2 separate regions of the Anas platyrhynchos genome follow, and region 2 is linked to region 1. Evidence: chromatin contacts called from public Hi-C data. All regions are on one chromosome and are shown on one strand. The core of a region is the stretch at or near the end of the contact, and the rest is flanking DNA. Distances in the headings are between cores, read along the strand shown. Region 1 has its middle 29 kb from the start of CD58. Region 2 overlaps SLC22A15 (solute carrier family 22 member 15).

Evidence for each region. Hi-C and Micro-C count contacts between places; a contact is called where the count stands out from the background.
Region 2: a Hi-C map of liver shows a contact between it and region 1, with 3 times the contacts expected there. The contact joins two enhancer-like sites. A contact is called at or near these places in 3 of 8 Hi-C or Micro-C datasets (liver, skeletal muscle and subcutaneous adipose tissue).

Annotation. Positions count from the first base shown.
Region 1 is chr1:84,921,284-84,924,883 of IASCAAS_PekinDuck_T2T, forward strand. No RefSeq gene overlaps it. Among named protein-coding and RNA genes, the nearest start is that of CD58, 29 kb to the left of the region's middle. Within about 2 kb of position 1,843, at least 8 of the 8 cell types and tissues checked have an H3K27ac peak or open chromatin away from gene starts, as enhancers often do.
Region 2 is chr1:85,059,700-85,063,299 of IASCAAS_PekinDuck_T2T, forward strand. SLC22A15 (solute carrier family 22 member 15) reads right to left here. Exons shown (of 13, transcript XM_038185680.2): 9 at 2,159-2,279; 10 at 1,195-1,267. Among named protein-coding and RNA genes, the nearest start is that of MAB21L3, 10 kb to the left of the region's middle. Within about 2 kb of position 1,887, at least 1 of the 8 cell types and tissues checked has an H3K27ac peak or open chromatin away from gene starts, as enhancers often do.

The DNA of each region.
Region 1 (3,600 bases), core at 593-3,092:
GACCTCACGCCACTTAGGGTTTCTCTGGAGAAGGGGAAGGTATAGGGAACCTTTTTTTAATTCCTTTTCCTCTTCCCACGTGGACCTCCAGGGGTTCTCAGAGTTTGACCCCTGTGGGTTCTCAGACTCAGCTCTTCAATTACAAGGTTTTTTTTTTTGTTTGTTTGTTTGTTTTTTGTTGTTGTTTTTTTTTTTTTTTTTTTTTTTTTTTTTAACTGATATTTTGTGCATTGTTGTGTTTCTGTGTTTATGCCATTGCTGCTTACAAATAGCACTTTGGGAGTTTGACTCAATTTCCTCTCCCCTCTCCCTTGCTCTCTTGCCTTACATTTATTCCTGTTTTCTCATGATCTAGGCTAGACAGACAGTCTGGAGACTTTTAGACTCATGAAGACCCACGTTACTAATGTTAAAAAAAAAAAAGTGGAAAAATGCTTAATCTTTTTATTTTATTTTTTATTTTTTTCCCTGAACTGTAACCCTACAGAATCCTTAGTCTCTCACAAAGAAGCAGAAAGGGCACAAGCTGCTTTTCTTTTCCTCTGGCAGTCCTCTTTGATGGGGAGGGGGAGACAACTCAGTCGATAAAACAAGAAACCAAGAGGTAGGATTCCTGATTTCTGTAGTCAGAGATCTGCCACTTGTTGGCCGTCTGGCTTGGAGCTCCTCACTGAAGCTTTGTGTCAAAGTTTACCTAACTGTTAAAGAATAGCTGTTGCTACATTTTCTCAGGCTCTTGCCTGCAGGGGGTGATTGTGGAAAAGGTAACAGTTGAGCTGGAGTCGATTTAATTTGCAATTTGTTATGAAATGGTGGGTATTGTTTTACCTTTCTTCATCCCCAGGCCCGGGGAACAGCACGGCGAGTTCCAGAGATAAACGGCAAGCCAAATAATTGCAGGCCTGGCTCCTGGGGATGGCTTGAGGATTAATGGCTGTTTGTAAAGCACTCTGAGATCCTTAGTCGAAACGTGCTTGTAGCTCCAGGACGCTGAGGGCTGAAGGTGCTGGGTATGCCTGGGCTCTGGCAGAAGTCATCACTAGGAGGAGATCAGGACTTTTGAAGTGGAGGTGCGTGTCCAGGGATGTGGATGGCCAGGCACAGGGTGTTAGACATGGGAAATGACCCCGTGTAGGGCAGGAAGGTGGGAGGTAGAGCCTCTCCTTTCAGGCTTGTTCATTTTAGGCAGATGTGGCTGCATTGAAGAGAGACACACGTTCACGGAGTATTTTTCTGGCAGCATTTCTAGTCTGTCTATCAATCAGCAGTATCCCAGCAGTGCTCAGCTGTCACAAATAAATGAAGAAACCAGCTTGAATTGCCCTGGTGCCAGCCAGAGCCTCCTGGGTCTTCTCCCCTTTGGAAGGCCATGGGTGACCTCCATAGCTTGCGTTAAGCCAGAGCACAGCATCTCAAGTGTTTTGGAGCCACAAATGCCCACAGCTCGTCTAAGCTGGGACCGCTCACTGCCGTTATCACAAGTGGGGAAAATTTTCTGTCAGGTGCCTGCACAGTGTCTGAGCCCCAGCCTGGCTTTTACAGCCCTAGAAGGAAGTGCTGAGTGCATTGGTTTCTAATCTTGCCCAGGGAGATTTTCAGAGGAGAGGGTGTGCTGTGGGAAGCAGTCTAAGATAGAGATGGATCCAGCCAGCTTGCGCTTGCTTGAGTCCACGAGCAGCAGCCAAGGGCCAGGCACTCGGGGAAAGTTCCCCCTGTCCCGTGGGAGGAGCACGTGCCTTTGGAAAGATCCTTGAGCGTGCAGCAGCCACGGGTGGTGCGGGAAGGAAGGATTTTTCCTTGGGCTTCAGGGTAGTGCAGGGAGGAGTCCAGTGCTCCCAACATAGTCCTAAGCAGCAGCTGGTGGTGCTGTGTGACAAGGTTCTCCTGGTACCAAGGTACAGGGACTCTCGGGACTGAGTACATTAGCAAGGGGAAAAAAGGACAGGTCAGGTTATGGCTATGGAGTCTGTGCACTGTGCAGAGCCCATGAGTCCATCCAAAACCCTTTTCTACTCATCGTATCCTGTGAGGGAACGCAAAACTGCTTGTTTTTTACAACTGCAGCACAAAGTGAAACCTGGTGGAGAAGATCCATAACCTCTGAGCTATAGTACACCCTCCTATCTCTCCTTTAAGGGGCCTGTTTCACCCTTTTGTCCCTTCAGAGCTCAGACCACCATGCAGCAGCAAGGTGCGCATGGACCTTCATCTGTCAGGGTTGTGTTCCTTGTGGTCTCTCAGCCCACGTGCTGGATGTCCCTCCTGATCACATTCAACCTTCCCTTTAGGTTTTGGGATGCCACTGACGCATGCCATAAGTTCCTATGTTGCTATCTCAGTACTCTCTCCAGTATGTCCAACACATACTAAAAAACTTTTGAAAATAACTTCTGATAGTCAGGGCCTCACCAATGACAGTATTTTCCATCTAGTCAGGGGAAATTTGCTGGGGAACAGACCTGTCATCTGATCTTTGTCAATACTTTTTTTTTTTTTTTTTTTTTCCCTTTGAAATGTTGACTCCTGGCCACAGGTAATGCAGATAAAAGTGCTATGTCCCACCCCTACCACCCCTGCCTCTGGAGAGCAGCATGCTGAAGAGGAATGAAAAGGGCCATGGGAATTCTAAGCATGGTTTTATTATTATGACCTTTAAGGAGCCAGTGGGGGAATGGACGAGGAACACAAGGAAGACACTAAGAAAAGACCACACAGACAGTACTTAAAGGGGGAGAGCAAGCCCAAAGGGAGTTAAAGAGAGAAACAGATGGGAGGGAAGAGAGAAGGAAGAGGAGACTGAGCCTGAATGGCAAGGAATGGCTGAGACTTTCTTCCAGCTTATCCAGGGAGTGGCAGGAGCAGACCTGGGTCTCTCTGTCCATGAAAAACAGCCTTCTTTGCTCCGTTCTCCATTTTCCTGAAATCTCTGCTTTTCTTCCTCCAGGCAACCATTAATCTAATATTAAGCCCCTTAACCTCTCTAATTGTTCCCTTTCAGTGTCAGCTGGTTTCCTATTAACCTTTCAATCTCTCAGTAATGCAGTTACTTCTGACTCCAGCCAGCCCTGGCTCTAAAGCTTTACCTCCGGCAGTGAATTTTCCAAGCTTTCACTTTTTTTCTCTTTCTTTTCTGTAATGATTATTACTGCTGTTAAGGAGCCAGTTTGAACCAGCCTCTAAGTGCACAGGGCTGAACCAGTTGGAGTCTATAAATAGCCCTTCTCTAACCTTGTGCCTTATTTCATTAAGTTGATTGGCTTCTCTCTCTCCACTTCATTGCATCTCTCTCTCTCTCTCTCTCCCCTCTCCATTATTGATGCTGGTTCTTTTGTTGCTATACGAGACACCTGCTTGTTGATACCAGTGTTGATCAGTCCTTTTTTTTTTTTTTTTTTTTTTTTTTCTTTCCCCCCTACTGCACCAAATACTATTCTTGCAGGGGAAGTGTCTCTAGAGTTTCATAACACAGGGAAAGCAGAGAGTGAGACAGGCCTGAGACAGCAGGTCTGAAAATGACTACACCATGCAATAGGAAATTGCATAGCTGAGCACCAGTCACAGGCCCAGAGTTTGCTGCCTATAGGCTGTGTTTCTCCTGTG
Region 2 (3,600 bases), core at 637-3,136, 140 kb after region 1:
CAGCTCTGGGGCCTCCAGCACAAGAAAGACACAGGCCTATTAGAGCAAGTCCAGAGGAGGGCCATCAAGGGCGATCAAAGGGCTGAAGCACCTCTCTTATGAAGGCAGGCCGAGGGAGTTGGGGTTATTCAGCCTGGAGAAGAGAAGGCTCTGGGGAGACCTTACAGTGGCCTTCCAGTACCTAAAGGGGGCCTACAGGAAAGCTGGGGAGGGACACTTCGCAGGGAGTGTCGAGATAGTACAGGGAGATAGTGTCGAGATAGTACAGGCTTTAAACAAAAAGAGGGAAGATTTAGATTAGATACTGGGAAGAAATTATTTTCTATGAGGATGGTGAGGCACTGGAACAGGTTGCCCAGAGAAGCTGTGGATGCCCTAACCCTGGAAGTGTTTAAAGTCAGGCTGGATGAAGCTTTGAGCAACCTACCTGAGTGGAAAGTGACCCTGCCCATGACAGAGACGGGTCATGGTGTTCATAATTACTTGATCTTTAAGGCCCCTTCCAACCCAAACTGTTCTATGATTCTACAGAGAAAATTAACTCTGTCTCAGACAAAACCATCGATACTATCAGAGCCACACAGATTTTGAGATGGACTTTAAAAGGAATGCCTGCTGAATCCATACTCAATTCTTATCCATAAAGCATACTTTTTAAACAAAGGCAACACCACTTTGTAACACACAATCAAAGATGTGTTGGTTAGAAGAGATCTCTGGACAACATCTAGCCTAACCACCAATTCAAAGCAGGGCTACAGCCAACACTACACCAGGCTACACAAAGCTATGGTTGACCAAGTGGTTAACAAAAGGTCCAATGTGCTCATTTACCCTTTGATCTTGATATCTTGATGCAGTTATTCTTTTAACCACCTTTTCTGTTTGTTATTCTATGCTTATTGTTTAAAATAGGAATCATCAATTTGTTATTTTCAAATGACAATATTGCTGAGGTCCACTGTAAGTCCCAAAATTCTTATAGGACTAAAGTATCTTCTGAACTAAATACTGGGATTTTCTAATTACAGATTACATCCTAATGTGTTTAGTCTACCATGATAATGTCCAAGACATACAATTTACAGATGTTAGCTTATATAATTTACCCCAAATATTCCCACTTCTGCAAGCTTCTGATGCATCAGAGCCACAGAACAAAAATATTTAAAACAGTGAGAAGTTCAGACAAACCAATGAAGGGACAAAAGGAGCAATGATTCCACCAACACGGGAAAACATGGAGCAGGCACCCATTCCAACATTCCTAAGAAAAAAGCAAAAATCATTAATCAGTGACATTTGTATAGGATGAGCTAGGACTTTAGAAGGGTTAGAAGTTGCAAGTGCAAGAAAGGACTTAATCAGCCAGAAGCCTCAGTCATGACCCTGACCTCATTAACTGGCAACAAAAAGTGAAATGCAACTGAAAACATCTGAAGACAGGAATTAAAACATCAAAACATACGACCGGAGAGAAGCACAAATACCCTGCAAATTCAGATTTCTAACATATGTCCACATGTAAAGAGACAAAGAGTGATTTCAGTCAACACATCTCATCTCTGCCTGAAATTTTGGCTGAATTCCTCTATCCAAATCAGCTGATCTGCCCACTCACAAGAAAAACACCATAGGACTGGTTTCAATCCCATATAATAGGTGCTTTTTTTCTACTTGGTCACCACAAGCACAGGGCACTTCTTCCTCTGTATCATCAAGTTACTTTTATAAAGCTTATTGACAGGTCATCTGCAGCACTGTTGGTTAACCAAGCATGAACATTTAAGAGATGTCTGGTTTATAAAGCAGTGAGAAACCCACAGATACCACTCATTAAAAAGAATGATAAACAATTGTATTGTTATCCTCACAAGTGGAGAGAGGGCTGTGAGCATACCAAGCATCCAAGAGGGTTATTTTTACTGTTACAGAGAATATGGTTATGCTGAAGAGAATACTACAGATTTGAGGGAGACAGAGGTGAGGAGAGGATAAGGGAAGAGGTTTAGTATACAAGATTCTACAGGTAAACATTGTATGTTAAGTGAACATCTCAAATGAAAAGGGACACTTGATAGAAAAAAGCAAGGCAAGTAAAAGGTGATCCTGATATAAGAACCAGAAAAATGAAGGCCTTAAAATTAACTTGCATTACCTGATCACTGTGGGATAAAGTTCTGACGTGTAGATATAGACAATATTAAATGCAGCACTGATTGTCAATTTTCCCAGCAAAGAAAGAGAACGACTGTTCACCACTGCAAACACTCCAGTATCTGAAAGAGAAAAAGTAATTCAGTGTTCCAAAGCATTATGAAGATCACATCTCAGTAATCACTTCAATCACACAACAGTATGGAGCAAAACAATCTATTGACGAATCTGCTATGGCAGGCAAACGTTTTTCTATTAAAGACCAGTATTTGTTGGAGGTGATTTGTACCTTCAGGAGAACTCTCAAAACTCAAGAGAATACAAGGAGCCTTCTTTTAGGCAGCAGTGGCAGAAGTCATCCAACAAAATTTATATTCTGTGTTTACGGATTTATTTTCTTTATCTGTGCAATTAAATTTGTACAAAGAGGAAAAACTCTCCATAAAACACACCATGAAAAAGCAACTCAAAAAGCACATTTTAAATTAATTGTAGACTTGTTACTAGCCCAACATTATTTCCATTTTATCAAATAAGAGCCAACAGGAGAAAAATGGATTAAATGACAGAACAGTCCCAGAGACTGTGGTAGTGAACTATTCGAGACCAGAAAAAAAAAAAAACTGAGAGGATTTTGTTGTTTCCTTGTCCTCAGTGTTATAATCAGAGACATCTCTGTAGAGTTAAAATCCTGCATGAAGACCCTATTAGAATGTCAAATTTTAGAAATGCAGGATAAAAATCCTATAGACATAACAAGAGCTGAAACAAAACAAAAAAGAAACAACAAAAAATCCCACACATTTTCTGGTCTACCATTACTGAACTACTATAATAGATCTTTTGGCAAGTTGAAGAAAAAAATGACAGACGCTAAAAAAAAAAAAAAAAGACACTGGCCACTTAATGTAACTAGTACCCTATTCAGTCATAGTTACATATGACACTATGATAACATACTTTCTAACATTATTACTTCAGAAGATTACTTTGGAAGAAAAAACAAGAGACAGGAAGATGCCACACAGAACCATACCAAATATCCCATCCAGCTCAGAGCTTTGTCAGAGTGCCTAATGATTATGAGCTTATACCTGGTACATCAGAAGACATTAAATGGCTAACAAGGAAGGCTATAGAATAAGCTGTTACTGCCTTGAACAAATTGTGCTTAGTAAGGAGAGTGGTGCTTACTTCTGGCAAACTAAGAAACTGCTAAGCTTCTTAGACATTTTGTTCCTGTCTGACTAGCAATTCAGCGCACAGGTGATTTCTCAAAATCCAGCAGTTCTATCCTCTTAAAAAATCTTTCTTTACACAAATTCTAAAGGGAGCTTGGATTGAAATGCAGAAACTACTCAATGATTGGCACCAGCCTAACAAGGGTATCTCTAATATCTTGGCTCTAGTATCTGGAGTATTTCTGGGAACTTTAGTTGCACA